3 separate regions of the Gasterosteus aculeatus genome follow, and regions 1 and 3 are each linked to region 2. A link is a contact called in public Hi-C data. All regions are on one chromosome and are shown on one strand. The core of a region is the stretch at or near the end of the contact, and the rest is flanking DNA. Distances in the headings are between cores, read along the strand shown.

Region 1 (3,177 bases), core at 382-2,881, 87 kb after region 2:
AGACGATGGCTTTCCATGAATGATCTGTTTAACCAAAGACAGGAGGGAGAGAGAGGGGGGGGAAAAGGATAATTAATTACTTTTGTGAGCTATTGCACGGGAGAGACAATAAACCTGCCTGGTCGCCATGGATATGACATATTTGCTCTGAAAACAACACAATAATTAGCAAAGGAGAAAGATCCGGTGAGAATATGAGAACTCGGGGTTTAAAGTGCCAGTGATCTATTCCTGTCCTCTTCTTCATCCCTGAGAATAATAACAAACACGTTGGCTTGCACACAACACAGACCTCTATCAATTCACTACGGCGACCCTTTACAAAAGCATGTTAAATGAAATCTCACATCAAAGTGGTGATTTATAAAGCTCACAGCTAATCAAACACGCAGGGTACACAGAGTGTTTTTTAAACAGATTTTAAACAGATTGTTGTGGTTTTTTTGCTCTACAGACGGTGGAAGTCAGGGGAAAAAAGCTGCGTTTCAGCTGCCGAGAGAAGGAACAGAAGGAGAAGCGTGCCAAAGTGCGTGAAGGTGGATAAACTGACAATAGTTCGCACGACATATTGGGGCAAATAAGCAGGGTTTTTTTTGTTTATTTTTGCCAGACGGACTAATAACGAGGTCCGTTCATCTGTCAGCAGGTCACACTGTGACCAACAGACCATACTTCCAAAAGCCATTTACAGAGAATCAGCTCAACTTCCGCATTCGGAGCTTTGAATATTGACAGCATTTATACCAGTTCCTCTATTTACGGTAAATGACGCTGCGCGAGGCTGCTACCTGCTATAAGCGAACCAAACGACTTTCACCAAGTTTTTTCACAACAAAAACTCGGCAGTTTTTAGGTAAAGCAGACGCGCCCAAAAGTCCTGGCGAGGTGTAAAGTGTTGACTGAACACTTTGCTGAATGCACAATAAAAACAACCTCACGTCGGTCCCGTTTTCGCTCTTTTCTCTGCTTCATATCTTTGGGGGGGGAAACGGGAGCAGAAGGGGGAGAAGTTGCCGTGTCAACTTTTTGCGGGAAGCGCGCTTGTTTCGCCCGATATTGACGGCGTGTTCATCTAAAAAAAAAACACTGTGAGGGGAATTTATAAAGTTTTACGGGAAAGCCCGGTCCTCTTTTCTTTTTTGATTTGTTTGTTATTTGTGTGCGTTCCTTCCAGACGCGCTTATCAGACTGCGTGAGTCCGCAGCGGACCTGCTGCCGCCGCCGCCGCGTCGCGTCCACCGAGTCCGTCCGTCAATTCACTGACATTCGCCGTAAACTGCCTCAATAACTGCCTCGAAACGCCCGCGCCCACGGCCACTGCCACCCCGCTGTGTGGATGTCGCTTTCCGGCAGGGAATGATGTGTCTAGAGAGGGAGCAGCCCGTCCAGTAGTTGAGAGGAAAAGGAAAACTCTTACCTGAGGTATACTTCGTTGTCTCTCGGTGACTTCCGACTTAGAGCAGGTGTGCGCGCGTGTGTGTGTGTGTTTACGGTGGATATTGTGAGCGCTTTCATTCATGAAGTTGACACATTATTTTTTTCTCAGTTTTTTCGGGTTTTATTATGTAGCATTTTCTAATTTCTCACTGGGCGAGTCGCCCGGAAGATCTGCCCTGGAGACCGGCTCCAAGCGGGAAGAGGAGTCGTTAATTGAATTTCTCGGCTGGCAGGTGTCGCTTAGAAAACGTGGACTGGAGTTCAGCTGTGGTCTCTTGTGTGAGAGTTTGACCAAACGATCGGCTCTTTCGTTATATTTCACATCAATGTGTTATGGGTTAATACACCCAGGCCAAGTGAAATCACTTGTCACATTGTCACGGGCTAATAAAGTAGTTATTAATAGTTATTGTTAGAGGCGCGGCTGTAGTCTAGACCAACTTCATCAAGTCCTATAGACAAGGTCCAGAATCAAGACCAAGTCCAAAAGTAGAGACAAAGACCGAGTCCACCAGCAAATCGAGTCCTGTCCGAGATGATTACAGGCCACAGTGTCTTTTTTTGTGCAACTGCAAACTGCAAATACAGCTGATAACAGTCTAGATGTAACAATGTAATAAACGGCAGTTCCAGGATAACATTTCTGGCCCATAAAACATACTCATTTGCATTTACGTTACCCAGACCTGGTTTCCTTATGAATAAATGAGAGTCAATATTAGAACTGAGTTGGAACTTGGTTCCAGAGGGTAAAAGCACTGGAGTTAGGCAATATGTTAAAAGTCTTCCATTGAGGTCTCTAACTGTATTAATCATTGTCTTAATATACTTTATTAAAGCCATTATGACAATAAAGAAGAAGAAGAACTAACTTGGAGTCATTCTAATTCCTTTTTATTCAGTGTATGCAATGTTTTATTTAAGTGCTTTTTCTGGTAAAATAAAAGTTACATGCAGCTCTATGTAACACCATGATCACAATATGTTGACAACCATTTGCCTATTTACAAATTCAGCACAGCAGCAGCATTCTTTTACAGTGGTTTTTCTGAACATGTATTACCAACTTCTCCTGTTAGCAGTTTTGGTGACCACTAAATCCTGAGGCATATATACAGCTGTTATTAATGTACAATTAAAAGTTCTCTTCGATATTTAAAACATTAATATCGCAGCAAAAACAAATCCGTAGTGGACTTTTTGTGTGTATGCGTCGTTTAAGTTTCACAATTGATCAACCATTATTTAAGTTTTTCCCAGTCCGAGTTTACTTTTTCTTTCGGCAGAGCACAAATGTCCCTTTCTGTCTTTATTTTCCTTCTCTCTCACCTTTCCTACCGACTACCATATATCAATAATTTACTGTAAAATATTCTGAGCATGAGACTCCTTGAAGGTATCCCAGGAGCAAAGCCCATAGGAACGGCGAGGCTGTGATAATGTATTTTAGATTTGAACTATCCTTATCTAAATTCTGCAGTCTTGCAAACTATTGACAAACAGATTATTGCCAATTAGCAGTTTTGTGACGTGTCCTGTTGTACACGATAAAGAATTAAGAGGATCGATGCGAGTCAACTAACGAGGTAGATAGCGCTTTACTCTTTGATCTAAACCCGTTGTGGCGTTTAGGGTCCAAGGAATGTGACCTACTGCTTGGTGTCCCTCCAGTACAATTGGGATGTTTGTTAATTGATGTGTCATATTATAATCACATCACCATCTAATCCTCATTCCAGA
Region 2 (3,125 bases), core at 415-2,914:
GCGAATTTGTTTTGCAAGGGTGACCTGTTTAATCATCTCATTTTCTTTGGCGGACATTTATTCATCTGGTTTCCACGGTTACAGAGAACATTAAGGGGCTACAGTAATAAGGCTGGAGAGTCAAACAGGTAATAAAAAAATTAACGCCATTTTCCAGCAGGCGAGGACAGTGGGTGAAATGAATCAAGGGAGAGGGGAGAGAAGCAGCGGGGGGAGCAGGAGGCAGGGGGTGGGGGGGGGTGGAGATTTGGGGGGGGGGGGGGGGGGGGGGGCTCCAATATTGTCCAAACAATAAGCCTTAGCGGTTATTTTACTCTGTAGATCAGCTGGTGCTGTTATGGACATGACACTTTGGGCACAGAGCAGGAGAGATAAAGCTTTTAAAGTGGCCCTGCTCCTTTTTTTATTGTCATTTAGCGATTACGTATCAGAACAATTAAAAAGTTAGCCTGAGATATCTATTAACTTTGCTCTTTTTTATTTCTCCTGTGCTTCAGGAGGAAGAGAAATTGCACGGCAATGCAACGTGTCAATAACATGCCAGGGACGACATAACATTTCGATGCCTCGGAGAGGAATGTTTCCTAGTTCTCCCAAGTCGAATCATGTTTTCTAATATTGTCTCTCGACTAAGAAAGCAGAATGCCCAGTTCATTTCCAAATACTAATGTCACACGCAGCAATTGAGAGGGTTTCGACTTGGCCAAATATAGAAAATTCCGGCACAATAGGGGGAACAGGTGCTGAGAGTCCATCGAAAGTGACGAAGCCAAAGAGCCGGGTTGCTGCTGAATGCCAAATAAGGCAGCGCGAGACGTTGCACCAAGGCACTAAACAACCTTCTGTATTGTGTATTTTCTGACTCTGTCAACTGTCATCTCCTGCACAGTTTTTCACGGTGTTCAGACTTCATGCCAGGGCCGTTTTTCACTTCATTATCAGCCGAACAAGAGAAAACAGGCAACACATTTGATGCATTACTCATTTCTCCACTCCTTCCAAAAGTATTTCTAATAGACAACAGGGCTTTGGCACTCCTGAAATATGCAGAAACGTCTCAACCTAACCCTTAATCATTGAAATCGTCTGGTATAACCTGTATTTGGAGATTTTATGACCTTGCCAACACCTGCCCTCCACCCTGGTGGAAAACAAAACCGAATTGAATTCATTCTTTCTTCGCTGTTGTGTTACTCAAATACACGTTGTTCGAGGGGGGGGGCGGCTCCGGTGTGACTGAGTTCGGCGAGGGAAGTGCAACTGATGGCCCACGTGTCTCAGGAGAGGGAGGGAAAGAGAGACGTCAGGGCCCGGGCCTCCCGCACACAGGCGCTAAGGCTACGCTCCCAAACATCAAACACATACGTGCTCACGTGTCTCAAGGGGCGCACTCCCCCCTCCCCCCTCCCCCAAAACCAGCCCCTCACCCCCGGCTGAGGCAGGAGCCCGGTGAGACGCGAACTCTCGTCATGCACGCGGGGGTGAAATCCTAAAAAGGGGATACGGAATGGACAGCGACAAGAGGAGAAAAAGGCTAAGCTGTGGATATGGGACGGCCAACTGTTCTGCTAACAGCCTCTTAACAGGTGTGGGCTCTGGAACCATGTAATCCTATCAAGTTACCAAGTAAAAAAAAAGAAAAAAAAGAAAGGAATCCAGCAAACTGGGCTTTGCCTCTCTCTCTCTCTCTCTCTCTCTCTCTCTCTCTGTCTCCGTTGGCAGTGACAGAAGTGAACAGCTGGGCTTCAGATTCATCGTGTACGGGCAGTAATTATTGCCGGTGCTGCCTGCTACTGACCCAAGTCAATAGAATGTCACATGAAAAAACACACGGCGGAATAGGGGGGACCTGAGGCTGAGGGGGGCCGGGGTGCGTGTCTGCCTGTGTGTGTGTGTGTGTCTATGTGTGTGACACACAGGAGAAAGAGGAGGACAGTGTTTAAAAGTCACTACGTTCCTGTTTGCAGTCAATTACGGACGGGGACGGGGACGGGGACGGGGTGTTGGCTCCGTAACCCGGCAGAGCAAACATTTTCCTGCACACGGAGATGGTTGACAGAAAAAATTGCTTCTGTTTGTTTGTACAGATTTTTTCTTTTCTTCTTTCGGATCAAAATGAAAGCCACAGTCGGTACGACAAGCACCTTAATCCCGTCAAAGCAAAGCTGGTAGAGTATTGAAACTTAAGAGATGTGCTCAATGATAAAAAATGAATGAAAAAAAAAAGCAGCAGTAGAGTGAGACAACGGATTTAGCTCAACACCGTCCCGCCTTTGACCTTACATGTATGATTAACTAAACTAACCAAGGTATTGATGAATTATAAAAAAAAACAGATGTTGGACCACACAAAGTGTTTCCATCATTGTACCCAGGCTGACCCCACCTGCTGTATTTGTTCTAGAGAGATAAAAGTGTCTCTGATAAACTATCAATTTATTACCTGTGTCAATCACTGTCCTTGTCATTAAATAGTTAACCCTGCATCTGCTGCTGCTGCTTCTTCTTCCACACATTCAGCTGTGTGAAAGTATTCCATACCGACGAACCTACGCGCGTAACGGTTCACACCTTATAGACCCTCCGCCACATTTAAAAGGATTAGTCACCACATTTTGTGCTGGCTTAATCTCTCTTTCAGCTGGCCTAATAAGTGCGCTTCGATAAACTAAGCATGCAAATTCATTCATGGCCAGTGGAGACCGTGCTTTCAGACAAATGCGACAAAGTCTTCCACCCTGCTAATTACCTCTTCATTTTCCCCTTTTCCTCTCTTATACAGCATGTCAATGACTAGAGACTATTCTTCCCCCTTACTTTGCATGAAATTATAATTTCATATTTAAGATTAGGAAATCGGGACAGGGAGGGAAAAAAGGTGAAGGGAGCTTTTCTCTTGAATCTCACAAGAATACATGACATGGCATATACAGCTGTGAGATTTTAAAAAAAGGATTTATTTTTGGCTGTTAACGCTGAGAGAATTCGAAAAAAAGAAACAAAGGAAAATTCCCAGAAAATAATACATAATTAAAACTTTTTTTTTCTAATTAATGACATCATTTATAATTCATTGCCATTCTTTATAAGATAGTATAATTAAAAAGGATACCTCACCGTTCTCA
Region 3 (3,061 bases), core at 141-2,640, 100 kb before region 2:
TGGTTAATGTTATCTCTTCCTATGATTGAGTTTCCCCTCTTTTTCGGCTTTACCTGACACTCTATTGGTCATCTGGTTTGTAAAGATTATTGCTCTTAACACGGAGCACTTTCGTGCATTAGCAGTCAAAGCTTTACGACAGGTTTTTAACAAAAGAGTTGTTTGTTTTTACCAAAAATTACCCTCAGATTTTCCAAAAGAAAGTAAATTCAGAATTATTATTATTTTTTGTTATTTACAGAGCCGGGCCCGAATGTGCCTTCTACAGTTCAGTTCACAGGACCCCCCCTGCCCCCCTAAAAGCCCAGTTGTGTGCTACCCAACACTATAACTGGGATGATCCATAAGTCAATAACAAGACAAGACTGAAATCTCTGCAATGTGGTTATAATTGATTGAGATGTCTGGGTGGAACTTGTGCAAAGCATCTATGTCATCTGCTAAGAAGTGCACTTTTCCTCTCCCTGAAGATCCACCACTACAGTTTTAACCAAATGGACAGTTGCCTCATTAGTTTGCCGCTGAGCTAGCTGCGGTCTTTGCTACGATGTCATACTTACGCCCATTAATATTGACACAATTTTCCTGTCAATGTTGTGCTATTGAAATCTGAAGAGAATATAAACACGGTTTGCTCATTCAGCATATTCCTCCTCTATTAGACAATTACCCCTCACAGAGCCTACATCACTCCGTTATTTACTGGAATAAATATTAGAATATTAGATTTCAGTGTGTTTACTGCCTCTCGGTTGTGCGTTCACCACAAGTAGTCTCATTGGCTCACTTAGTTGAGCAGTAAGCGCTTTGCCAAGAGCAGAATGACTTTGTCTCGTTATCAAAGTGGATATTTTCCGTGTTTTTGACTCAATCGTTTGCTGCAGAACATCATCAGTTGGGTTCACCATGCAAATGGTTTAATCTGCTTGTCCCAATGAAGGTTCCGGGGGGTCGACTTCAATAAGCCCACCAGCGTGTAGAGATACAGGAAACTCCATCACCCCTCGCGTAACCTATAGGGACATCAACGTCACGGTCGTGTCACAGTCAAATGGTAGATTAGTGTCTAAATAGATTGTTCCAGCATCTCTTGGGGGGAATCTGGCATGTTATGGTCAAATTCACTTTTAATGTATTTATTATTGCATTTATCTAAAGGTAGACCTTTTTTAAAGTAGTATAATTCTGCAGCAGGTCTCTGGATGCTGCATGGTATTTTCATATGTTTACCTTTTATTAGGATAGAAGTGTTATTGAGTTGCTTATGAGCTTATTCATTGTTGTTTAAAGACGGGTCAAATTGGTTGTTAGAAGTTCCATAAAGTTGCCGGGGCCCCGAGCCTCGGCTGTACTGTTTGCCTGTCACAGAAATGCAGGAAATGCAGCCTCCCTGCCACACCTCAGCCGTGGACAAGTTTGAACTGCGAATCTTTTGGATTGAAACTGGTTCATAGTATATGCAATGCATTACCCAAAACGAATTACCACTGGCAGGGCGCTCAATCACTTTGTATCTTTCAACACTAAGAGAAAAGAAGAGTAATCAAAACCTTTCAACCTATTAGAGGGATGACTTTTACAATTGAATCACGGGGACCACAGGTGCGATAATAAGTCATCTAAACCTCCCCTCCAGTGTCTTTCCCCTTTCTCCGTGTTCTTACATATTTATCTATTTTAGGAGGCGCCACTTCATGGCGCCCACTTCAAATTTATGTTTTAATGCCATTTGAGGATGATTTTCTTTTCTTTTTTTTTTCCCTCCCTCCAATTCTTGGAAATGCATACTGGGGTGGAAAATTAAGGTGCATCTCGAAGGAAAACATAATAGAATCGATGAACGCAGTGCACTTAAAACTACTGATGTTCTGATGCTATTTAACGTTCTAGTGCATTAACGTTTCAAGTCATTACAACATTCAGGCCGGGTGATTTGATCATGGCAGGTTTTTAACTGGAAGAATTACAGAAGTTTTCAGCCTAGGATTCTCAAGTTATTAGATACAAATGATCACCTCTGCATTAAGTATAGATTTTCTTCCACTGCGCACTTAAGAATGGAAGTTTGCCTTTAAGAGGGTAATAGCAAATTAAGCTCCATACTCCATTTGTCCAGCACTCTTGATGGGCTAATTTTATAACGGCTGATTTGGTCATTCCCCACATTTAGCAGGAAAGTGGTCAGGTGGTCTTTCTCCTCACTGCTGGGTGTGGGGTCTTTAGAAGAAAATATCAAATTAAATCCATTTACGATTTTGCCGGGGTTTCTAATGAACCTTCTTCTTAAAGAAGGTCTAGACTGTTGTGTGAACTGTTAAAAGCCTCACTTTCCCGCAGACCGTATCCCCTCTCCCTCACACTATCTCACCATGAGAAATTACATCCCATTTGTCTCTTTCCAGATTACCACTGCTGTCAAATTTCTACAGAACCCAAAAGTACGTCAGAGTCCTTTGGCCACCAGAAAAGCCTTCTTGACGAAAAAAGGTGAGCGACATTTGAGAATCTGAACATTGCATTAACGTTATGTGTTTGTTTAGAGAATGTGGTTGGCCTGGGATGCACACTGTGTTTTCTTTTTTTTTTTTGTTGGCAAGATTAGTCTATACGGGTCAAAGGTTGTGGCTGTAGCTCTTTGCCCCGGGGGGTATGACAGGGGTCGATTTAGCTTCGGAGTGCACAATTCGGGGCCCTGTGAATAGATGACAAACCGGTTGGGATGCTCCTTTGGGTTCAGGAAAATTAATATTGACAAACCCCCTCTGCATTTTCAATGGAATTATCAATATTGCCTTCCAGCATTTTAACCCCTTTACTTAATTTAACTGTTACCGTAAATTTGAGGCCCGACACGGGGAGATTTCTAAGCAGGGATGGTGGAATCGTTTGCCGTCTCTTCAGTCTCTTTGCACTTCATTGAGATTATTTCTGACACATTGTTTCGCGCAATAAAACTTGCAAAAAGCTTTATCACTCAGAACTCGTTTAAGTCCACTCAATTTATGGCGGCGGTGGAAAAGTGTGCGGAACACCCCGAGTGTATCTCACATGAGCTCTTACA

What was found. Hi-C and Micro-C count contacts between places; a contact is called where the count stands out from the background.
Region 1: a contact with region 2 is called in a Hi-C map of tail fin, with 2.8 times the contacts expected there. The contact joins the promoter of casz1 here to the enhancer-like site in region 2. A contact is called at or near these places in 3 of 6 Hi-C or Micro-C datasets (skeletal muscle, tail fin and whole body).
Region 3: a Hi-C map of whole body shows a contact between it and region 2, with 3 times the contacts expected there. The contact joins two enhancer-like sites. A contact is called at or near these places in 3 of 6 Hi-C or Micro-C datasets (liver, skeletal muscle and whole body).

What each region holds. Positions count from the first base shown.
Region 1 is chr2:12,627,300-12,630,476 of fGasAcu3.hap1.1, reverse strand. It overlaps casz1 (castor zinc finger 1), which reads right to left and starts at 1,631. Exons shown (of 22, transcript XM_078083529.1): 1 at 1,418-1,631; 2 at 1-24.
Region 2 is chr2:12,714,855-12,717,979 of fGasAcu3.hap1.1, reverse strand. The region is part of intron 4 of casz1 (castor zinc finger 1); the gene reads right to left. Among protein-coding and RNA genes, the nearest start is that of LOC144384509, 5.4 kb to the right of the region's middle. Within about 2 kb of position 1,664, at least 4 of the 9 cell types and tissues checked have open chromatin away from gene starts, as enhancers often do.
Region 3 is chr2:12,818,495-12,821,555 of fGasAcu3.hap1.1, reverse strand. pex14 (peroxisomal biogenesis factor 14) reads left to right here. Exons shown (of 10, transcript XR_005713669.2): 3 at 2,403-2,487. Among protein-coding and RNA genes, the nearest start is that of pex14, 16 kb to the left of the region's middle. Within about 2 kb of position 1,390, at least 2 of the 9 cell types and tissues checked have open chromatin away from gene starts, as enhancers often do.